Linked DNA regions of Rattus norvegicus: all the other regions are linked to region 1. The links are chromatin contacts, called in public Hi-C maps. All regions are on one chromosome and are shown on one strand. Each heading gives the region's core, a stretch centred on a gene start, on an enhancer-like site or on the middle of the called end of the contact. The rest is flanking DNA. Distances are from core to core; before and after follow the strand shown. Region 1 holds the start of Rrbp1 (ribosome binding protein 1). Region 2 has its middle 100 kb from the start of Snord17. Region 3 holds the start of Bfsp1 (beaded filament structural protein 1).

Region 1 (3,029 bases), core at 333-2,832:
ATTGCCCTCTGTTTTGCACAAGATCTCACACTTCCTGCTCAGTTCCCCTGACCCCAGTGGTGAGTGGGTGGTACTATCTTCAGGCTAGAGATAAGGAAATCCAGGTTCAGAGGTTAGGAGACATGACCCGCCAGTGTTCAAGGGGCTGAAACTCAGGTGCGTGACTTCTGCAGTGGTTCACAGTGCAAGTCAGACTCCACCTTGTTCCCTTGTCTCCCACGTTCCTAAACACACATCCCACAAGAACAGTCAATACCAGTTGGCTACTCCCTACATGTGCTGGGTCTCCACTGCTGTCTCTCAGAGACAAGCAGGAACCCTGTTTTATCAGATGGGGAAATGGAACACCTTTGAGTGAAACCACTTGGTTAGCAACCGTCCACCAAGAGTGACACCTACGGGAAAGAGTCCCTGAAGCATCCTGCACAGCCCGCAGTAGGCGCGGGCCAGCCGGTCTCCTTTCCCCGGGCATTGCTAGGGAGCCTGGCGGGCCAGGACAGACGGCGGGCTCAGTGCCAGCACGCTTGGCCCGCCGGGCCGGAGGTGCCGGCTTCCGCCCAGGCCTGGCACCACGGGTCCATTCATCGTGGGCGCGGGAAGGAGAGGCCAGGCAGGACCCCGGGTGGCCCCAACCCAGGCCAGCTCCGGCACCCTCGTGCCGGTTCCGCGAGGACCCTCCGGGAAACGGTGCTGCGGCCCTACCGCCAGGGGGAGCAGAGAGACTCATCCCGTACTCAGGGAAGTTGCTACGGCCAGTCCCGGACGGCACCCGCGGCGAGCCCTGTGGCCCCCGCCCGCCCCGTCGGGGCCGCCGACGTGTCCAGTGGCCACAGCCCGCAGCCCAGGGCTCTGGGCCCCGCGTCGCCAATCCAGTCTCAGCCCTCGTCCCAGGCCGGCCCACCGCCTTCCGCCCCCCCAACCCCCTCCGGCCCGGACTCCGGCCCGGCAACGTCATCCGGTGGCTTCCCGAAACTTAACCCCTTCCTCCGCCAGCTGTGCGCCGCCCCGCCCCGCCGCCAACTTTCTTAGCCCAACTTCGGAGCGCGCGGGCCGGCCCGACGGCCCGGCCGAGAGGGAGGGGTCGCCACGTCGCGCCGCGGGGCCGTCGCAGCTCCTAGCCGGCCGGCCGGGGGATCCACCCCGAGGGGCGCGCTCGGCCGACGCCCCTGCACGGGCTCGGCCTGGCACACGCAGCTCCGTCCCACCCGAGGGGGCCGCGGCCACCGCCAGGGCGGGCGGGCCGGCGCCGCCGGGGGAGGGGCCGCCGAGGAGACGTGTCACTCGCGGCGCGGCGCGACCGGCCCGGCGCCCCGACGGCCCAGCCCGCGCGCCTCCACCGCCGCCGCCGCTGCAGGGCCCGGCCAAGTTTCTTACCTGCAGCGGGAGACGCGAGAGGGAGAGCGAGAGGGCAAGAGCAGCCGCCGCCGCCTCGGAACCGCGAGAGAGGAGCCGGCCGAGCCTCCACCGAGAAGCCGCCCCTAAGCAGCTGCACAAACCGCGACCCCAGCGCCGTCCGCCCCGTCCGCCGTCCGCTCCGGCCGCTCGCTGGCTGCGTGCGCGCGTGTGGAGTCGTGGCACTTTCTGCCTCGGAGCTGGCGAACGGCCCCCTCCGCCGGGATCGCCGCCTCCTGCCTTCCCCACCCGGGCCAGCCATTCATCGAGTTGCCTCTCCTCATTGGCCTACTAGCCGCCACTCTGCGAGCCTCTAGCCAATCAGGTCGCGGACAGTCGCGCCGCGGCGGCGGCCATTGGCCAAAAAGGAGGGTCTACGTCTCAGCCAATGAGAGAGAGGAGGAGCTGCGGGGAACCGCGGGGGGCGGGGCCGGAGAGGGGCGGAGCCGCGCAGCGCAACTCTCAGCTCTGCGCGGGGGCGGGTCTCTAACTCCCCGCCCACCCAGGGAGGTCCTCTGCCGGCCCCGCCCACTCCGGGCCGCCGCTCTCCACGCCACCGCTTATTCAGATTAGGCTCCGCCTAGGCGGATAGATTGTGGTTCGAATCCCCTTGGCCGCGGGCTGCTCTTTCCCCTCCCCACCCCCCACACTGCCGGAAGACGTGGTGATGGGTGTCACCCTGAGGAGGATTGCACAAACCGTGAACAACAGGGAAAATGCCTTATTTAAACCCAAATAACTTCACAGAAAGCACCAGCCTCTCGGTCTAATGATGAGTTCTGCAAAGGTCAGAGAAGGGAGGATGGGGACCTTATCTATCTGTGAAAGCATTCTGCCCTAGATGGAATTTCCTTGAATAAATGAAAGAATCGAGGTGGAAGACCTGGAAAGAACAAAAGAAATAGAGGTAGAGATTTTGATAGGGAAGGCCACTCCCTTATACAAATCACACAGAGTTACATTCAGATGATGGGGACCATGAGGTTCTGACCCCCCCTCCCCTCCCCTCCCCACCAAATGATGGCAATTCAGAAAATTGAACTCGTGATACTTCAAATATTATTAGCCTGCCCCCCCCCCCACCTATTTAGAGGAGCGATGCATATGCCACCATGCACCTTGGTTCTCTGCTTAGTTCTCTCCTTCCGTGGTGGATTGTAGGGATCAGAACTCAGTCATACTTGCATAGAAAGCACTTAAAAGTCCTTTCCCTGAGATACCTCATCAGCCCAAAAACCTCTCTTCAAAACCAAATTCAGTTGAAATAATTTAACTTTAGGTGCTTTTTTTTTTTTTTTTTTTTTGAGTCAAGGTCTCACTATGTGGCTGTCCTGTAACTTGCTTTGTGTAACAGGCTGGGTCTAGAATCACAGAGCTCCTCCTGCCTATGTCCTGAGTACTGGGATTAAAGAGAGGCATGAAACACCATGCCAGCTTAAGCTCAGGTTATAACCATTTTAACGCTATCTCTTAAACTTATCCCTTTGAGCCTGAGGCAAGACCAGCCTCTTTGAAATGAACTTCGGTGTCTCTCCTCTGTCCCTGAACACCCCCCAGCCCCCTGAGCCCACACAGAGTTTGGTATCAGGCATCTCCCTCTCTTGCTCTGACACAGGGTCTGTCTATGACCCTGGGAC
Region 2 (3,029 bases), core at 256-2,755, 160 kb after region 1:
CAGGTTCCATGGAAAACTGTTGGGCCTCTTGGACCATAGGCTTGCCTCTGTCACCTTCTGTTAGTCAAACCATAAGAGAAGTAGGACATAGACTTCATCTGTCCCTCGGAAGAAGGGTTGTGTTTGAATTATGAGCTGGGGTGGTGGTACACACCTGAAGGCTATACTAGTGAAGCTAAGGAGGGAGGATCATGGGTTCAGGGCTGGCCTGTGCTACAATAGAAACCTTGTCGGAAAAAGAGAAAGGAGGGAGGGAGGGAGGGAGGGAGGGAGGGAGGGAGGGAGGGAGGGAGGGAGGGAAAGAGCAAGTGAGTGCGCAGGCTTGTAAAGGGGTTTGAAAATAGGTATAAGCATTGTTGCTACCAATCTACCAGAGACTTTATGGGCATTTGCCCTCTAGGGAAGATTCAACTGTAAATTGCCATGGAAAAAGTCTCCTGAAATTTCATCTGTAAAATTGTGGCCATCAAAGTTACATGGTGAGTACATTCAGATGCATTCAGCCCTTGGCATCTGAGAGGCATTGGTTACAGGACCTCCTGCAAGACATCCGAATGCAGGGATGCTCTTACGTAAATGATAATGGTGCACTTGCCCTTGCTGTTGAACACGGCCTACAAACCAGAATTGAATCCCTAGAGTCCACATCCTCTGACAGCCTCTGACACTTATGCTATGTCACCTGCATGAGTACACACACACACACACACACACACACACACACACACACACTGTTAAAACGGTGAAGTCCTTGTATATACTCCACATGCATGCTCCATATTTTAAACCATCTCCAGATGACTCATATCACCTAGTCCAATGTCAGTGCTATGAAAATAGTTGCTAAACCGTACTGTTTGGAGGGAAATGACAAGAAAACAGTCTGTATGCATTTGGTACAGATGTTTTCAGTTGCTGGAATCTGTGGATACAGAGGCACACTGCAGTGACGTCTGTCACAGTAGTTGGAGCAGGCAGAATCCCATCAGAAAAACAGAGCCAAGGCTGAACGGTTCAATAGTGAATTAACGCAATAGGCTTGCCGAAAGATGACAGACGAGCTAGAAACCTGAACCGGAGAACTTAGCAACCCAGAGGCTGAAATCTGCTCGAACCTGCTGCTTCCTTGGGCTGAAGGCACAAAGAAGAAAATAAATAGTATCTCCAGCAGGAACCTGGAACGGAGGAGGAGGAGGAGGAGGAGGAGGAGGAGGAGGAGGAGGAGGAGGAGGAGGAGGAGGAGGAGGAGGAGGAGGAGGAGGAGGAGGAGGAGGAGGAGGAGGAGGAGGAGGAGGAGGAGGAGGAGGAGGGGGGGGGGGGGGGAGGAGGGGGGGGGAGAAGGAGGGGGAGGGGGAGGGGAGGGGAGGGGGAGGGGGACCTCCGCCCTCAGTGGGAGAGGGTTAGAGTAGATCCACCTCCCACCTTGGCTTCTCCCTTCCTCAGAGCGTCAATCCTCTGCTTCTGTCTCCCATTGGCTGCATCCACCAGGAAAACAGTGAGTCAGGGATTCTGGGAAATGTAGTCCAGAGAGTTCGGGGGATCTTGCAAACAGGCAGAGTATCCCTAGTCCCAGCCTAGGGAGAAGAATATCAAGTTCACTGTGAAAATGGAAGGGTCTCCACTGCGTACCTAAAACAGGAGACTGGCCCAGCTAAGGCCTTTGAGAATGAGATCCAGACCTCAATAGAGGGAAGAGCAGCTAGGAAGAAGGCTGTGATGGGCTGTCCCCAATAGAAGAGAGCAGCCATGGAAAGACCTTAAGATTAGAAAATGACCCGTGGCCTGGAGAACAGGATGGCCGCCCCCACCCCTAACCCAAACCTCTCCGCGCACCCACGCAGCAGTTTTTGAGCAGTCTGATCTGGAACCGCGCTCTAGCAGAGGAACTGATGGCTTCTGCAGTGCTGTCTGAGGCACCCAACACCATGCTAGGTAGATTGTTTCAGTCTGTCCTGTCAAGCCTCTACGCTAAGCACCAAAGATGTTCCTATACATAAGACCCAAGAGAAGTTTTATAGGAAAAATAGAGAAAATAACAGGACAAAAATCCTGAAACTGAAAAATGAGAACATCACCAAAGTTCTGAGCATATTATCTATCTGTAGATAGATATGTATATATGCGTATGTATATTATGCGCACATACATTATATATGCATGTGCACACATATATAAACTGTGGACCATCACTACATCCATGTTATCACAATAAGTACATGGTGATGGAGCCAAATTCACACTCGCCTCTGTCTGTAGCATGCCAGGTCTGTGTAGCTCTCCTGGTCCGTGTCTTTAAACTTGTGGGAAACCGCTTATGGTGAAGGGAGGTAGAACTCTCTTGTCATGCCCCACGTTATGCGGTGTATCAGAGGGGGTGGGTCATTTACTCAAGGTCGCCCAGCTGGCTGAAGAGAAACCACAGGGCCCCCTCACAGCAGCCACAAGGCTGTTTCGAGGACTGCTTCCCTGATCTAGAGTACCCTTTGGTCACCAGGGAGTTTCGACAGCTCAAACCTAGAGGGCAGAATGGGTGGAGTTTGGGTTTTTCAAGTATTCTTTCCCAGGCTACAAGCAAGGAGATACTCCAGCCAAAAGTAGAAGTGTATCGAGTCTATTTTAAGGTCCTGGTGTCTTTCTCTTCCCCATCCTCAATGCAGTAGGATGTTTTGGTTCAACCAAAATAATAAAATCACTTTGCAGGGGAAGAGAACTAGGTACACAACAGTTTCCTGCTCTTGTCAGTACATTTCCTGGAAAGGACACCGGAGTGTTCAGTGGTGGGGGTGGGGCCGTTTCCCACCCCAGGCAAGATGACCCAGGCACAGTCAAAGACCAGGCCAGAGCAGCTTACTCAGGTCTGATCAGTGTCCACATCCTGTCTGACTCTTGGATGGGATCTTGCTCTCAGCACCTTCCCTATCCCTATTGTCTCAGCAAGAGCCTAAGGTTTCTCCTTCTTAGTAAAGAAGAAAGGTGCCTTCTATATTATAGCTGCTTTCTCCACACCCACCTTGTCAGAAATTTAAACA
Region 3 (3,029 bases), core at 220-2,719, 150 kb before region 1:
TGGATGCCACGTCAGCACAGGCATTCATTCCATGAGTGATCTTCCCCAGATCCCTTCTGAGCCTCAGCCTCTCTGTAAACGATCCGGTAGGATTTGGCTGTGAAGGTTATATGACATTAGGATTTCTCAAAACCACGGTACTACACCAATGATTACCGAAGCTCTTTTCTCTTTTCACAAAAGCTAAGTAACGAAACCAACAGAGGTATCCAACAACAGAGGAATGGACAAAGAAAATGTGAGACACAGATGGATGAGGGTGTGTGTGCGTGTGTGTGTGTGTGTGTGAATTTTTACAGTCATAAAGAAGAAAATTATGTTGTTCTCAGGAAAATGGATGCAACTGGGGATTAACATTAAAGTCAATTAAGCAAGTTTCGGAAAGCAAATATGTGTTTTCTCTCACTTGTAGTTCCTAGATTGTATATAGTTATATAAAATCATACACAGGCGCGCACACACACACACATATTGAAAGAAAAGAAATTGTATAGGGGAAAAGGGAGATAAGTGGAAGGGAGGAGAGATGAGAAAAGGGAAAGTAAGGGGTCCAGAAAGGAATGTACAGGTACAATATATACCTGTATAAAAATTAAACTGAAAAAAAATATGGAGTCAAAGAGCTCCGTCATGTGAGAGCGCATATTCTGAAATTATAGAACCGAGACGCAGTGGGAACTGGGACGCTGCAGCTCTGGGATGGTGCAAACCACCTTGCTTATTTGAGTGTTGGCTCAAGTTGAGCACCGGAAAACTCGAACTGCTCATTTAGAACCAGCACATTGTGTTGCATGTCCTACCTAACACCCCAAAACAGGAAAAGTAAATGAAGCGGGAACCGGAAAGTGCTATCGAACTTAAAGTTGGGCGTCTTTTTTTTTTTTTTTTTTTTTTTTTTTTTTTTTTTTTTTTTTTTTTGGTTCTTTTTTTTTTTCGGACCTGGGGACCGAACCCAGGGCCTTACGCTTCCTAGGTAAGCGCTCTACCACTGAGCTAAATCCCCAGCCCCAAAGTTGGGCGTCTTTAAGACAGTCTGCACTTGCCCCACGTCTCCAGCCCCGGTCACACGCGGGGCCTCAGTTTCCCTGGCCGCGCTTCTTACTTGCTGCGGAACTCGTCGAGCGCGCGCTGCGCCTCGGCCTCCTGCCTCTCCAGCCGCGCGTGCTCGGCTGCCAGGTCCCGGGCGCGCTGCAGATTGGCCTCGACGTGGCGGGCAAGCGCCTCCTCGGGCCCGGGCTGCTCGCCCAGGCGCTGGAAGGCGTCGAGCTGCCGCCTCAGGCCGGCGTGGCGCTGCTGGAGCGCGCGGGCCCGCTGGACCTGGGCGGCCACGCGCTCGCCCAGTGCCTGCAGCGCCGCCAGGCCGGGCGCGGTTCCTCCGGGTTGGGCGGTAGGGCCCGCGGGCTGGGCGCGCTCGTAGCGCTCCTGGCGGGCCTGGAAGACGTAGCTGCGGCGGTACATGGCTCCCGGAAGGCTGCGGCCTGCTCCGCGCCTGCTAAATAACCCGGCGGGCCGCGCTGGGACGTTCCAGAGCGGGTCAGCAGACGTGCTCTCGGGGCGGGCGCCCAACAATGGGGAGCCACGGCTGCTTTGTGTGCGGGATTAGCCGTCCATACAGCTCCCGGGCAGAAGGGGCATCAGGCGGAGGACTTCTTTGTTCCGCCATTGTGGAGGCCTGTTGCTGTGTGACTGCGTGGAGGGTCAGGGGGACAAGAGACGCATGATGCTCTTTTGACTGGTTCTCCTGAGCGCTGTGTAGGCCACCCAAGGCCAGCTTGCTAAAGTCCTGCAACAGAGGGTCTGACACTTTCTCCTGTCCCTTCTGGCTTTCACTGTGGAACTTAACACCGGTTTTGTTTGTTGTTGATTTCGGGTTTTTAAAGGCATTGCAATTATAACATATTGCTGAGGCTGTCACGGGTAGGGCTTCCTAACTGTGCATGCAGATAAAATGGTCCATCGTGTAAGTGTTGAGATTGTTTGTGTGTATAACATGTACAGTGACTTAGGAAGACTGGTGAAACTGAGCCATCACCCTGGCTCTTACACCAAAGACACGTGGTTAGGTGCTTTGAACCTAACAGAAATCTTTACAGGGTATCCAGTTCTCACGTAAATGTTCTCGTTATGCCCCATTTTAACTTTTATTATGGAAATAGCAGTTAGAGTTGAAAACAAGCTTTGACATACATACATACATACATACAATCAATGTGAGAGGCTTTGAAAAACTCAAAAGTAAATTAATGTTGAAAATAGTGAACTATTTGATGAGAATATTCCTAGATATAAATATTTGTCATATTAAAGTATTTATCATTACCAAGGGCTGGGGAGGTAACTCAGCAGGTAAGCATGCCGGCCATAAAATCACGAGGACCTGAGTTCAAATCCTCAGCGCCCACGAAAAGCTGGGCATGTCTAAGCATGCCAATAACTCCAGCAGTGGAGAGGAAGACACAGTGATGGAGAAATAGCAAGCCTTCAGTTCAGTGAGAGACCCTTTGTCAAGACAGTGAGGCAGAAGGCAGTGAGAAGACACTAAATGCTCTCCTCTGACCACAGCATATATGTGCACACATGTTCACATTTCTATAACTACACACTTAGTAGTGTACGTATATCACACACAATTTTTAAAACCCATTATCAAAAGGACTGGTCTCTTCTCAATGAAGGATTAGGAATACCTTATATGACCAACCATATGGATTGCACATGCACATGTTGCTCATGCTACAAATTTAAAGTTTTATTAAAAATAGAGATCTTTGTTTAGTTTATTATCACTCCAAGAAGCCTGTATAATAAAGGATTCAGTTTGGAACAAAGCAATATACAATCTGTATGTGTGGTGGTATGGTCAGTTTCTCTCTCTCTCTCTCTCTCTCTCTCTCTCTCTCTCTCTCTCTCTCTCTCTCTCTCCTTTCCCTCCTCCCTTCCTCTCCTAAGACATTTAGGTTTTCATGACTAAGTGGAGGAGGCCATGTGAGCGTTGTTGAAGGTTTCCCACACACTGCTGGTAGCATGGT

The links. A called contact is a pair of places that touch in the nucleus more often than the background predicts.
Region 2: a contact with region 1 is called in a Hi-C map of liver, with 1.8 times the contacts expected there. The contact joins the enhancer-like site here to the promoter of Rrbp1 in region 1. A contact is called at or near these places in 7 of 12 Hi-C or Micro-C datasets (the A7r5 cell line, Schwann cells, frontal cortex and 4 more).
Region 3: a Hi-C map of psoas muscle shows a contact between it and region 1, with 1.9 times the contacts expected there. The contact joins the promoter of Bfsp1 here to the promoter of Rrbp1 in region 1. A contact is called at or near these places in 2 of 12 Hi-C or Micro-C datasets (Schwann cells and psoas muscle).

Annotation. Positions count from the first base shown.
Region 1 is chr3:151,828,673-151,831,701 of GRCr8, forward strand. Rrbp1 (ribosome binding protein 1) reads right to left here and starts at 1,583. Exons shown (of 24, transcript NM_001427599.1): 1 at 1,375-1,583.
Region 2 is chr3:151,985,261-151,988,289 of GRCr8, forward strand. No RefSeq gene overlaps it. Among named protein-coding and RNA genes, the nearest start is that of Snord17, 100 kb to the right of the region's middle. Within about 2 kb of position 1,506, at least 70 of the 93 cell types and tissues checked have an H3K27ac peak or open chromatin away from gene starts, as enhancers often do. A contact at or near this core is called in liver, where this site is marked.
Region 3 is chr3:151,681,368-151,684,396 of GRCr8, forward strand. It overlaps Bfsp1 (beaded filament structural protein 1), which reads right to left and starts at 1,470. Exons shown (of 8, transcript NM_031555.1): 1 at 1,103-1,470. The coding sequence starts at 1,458.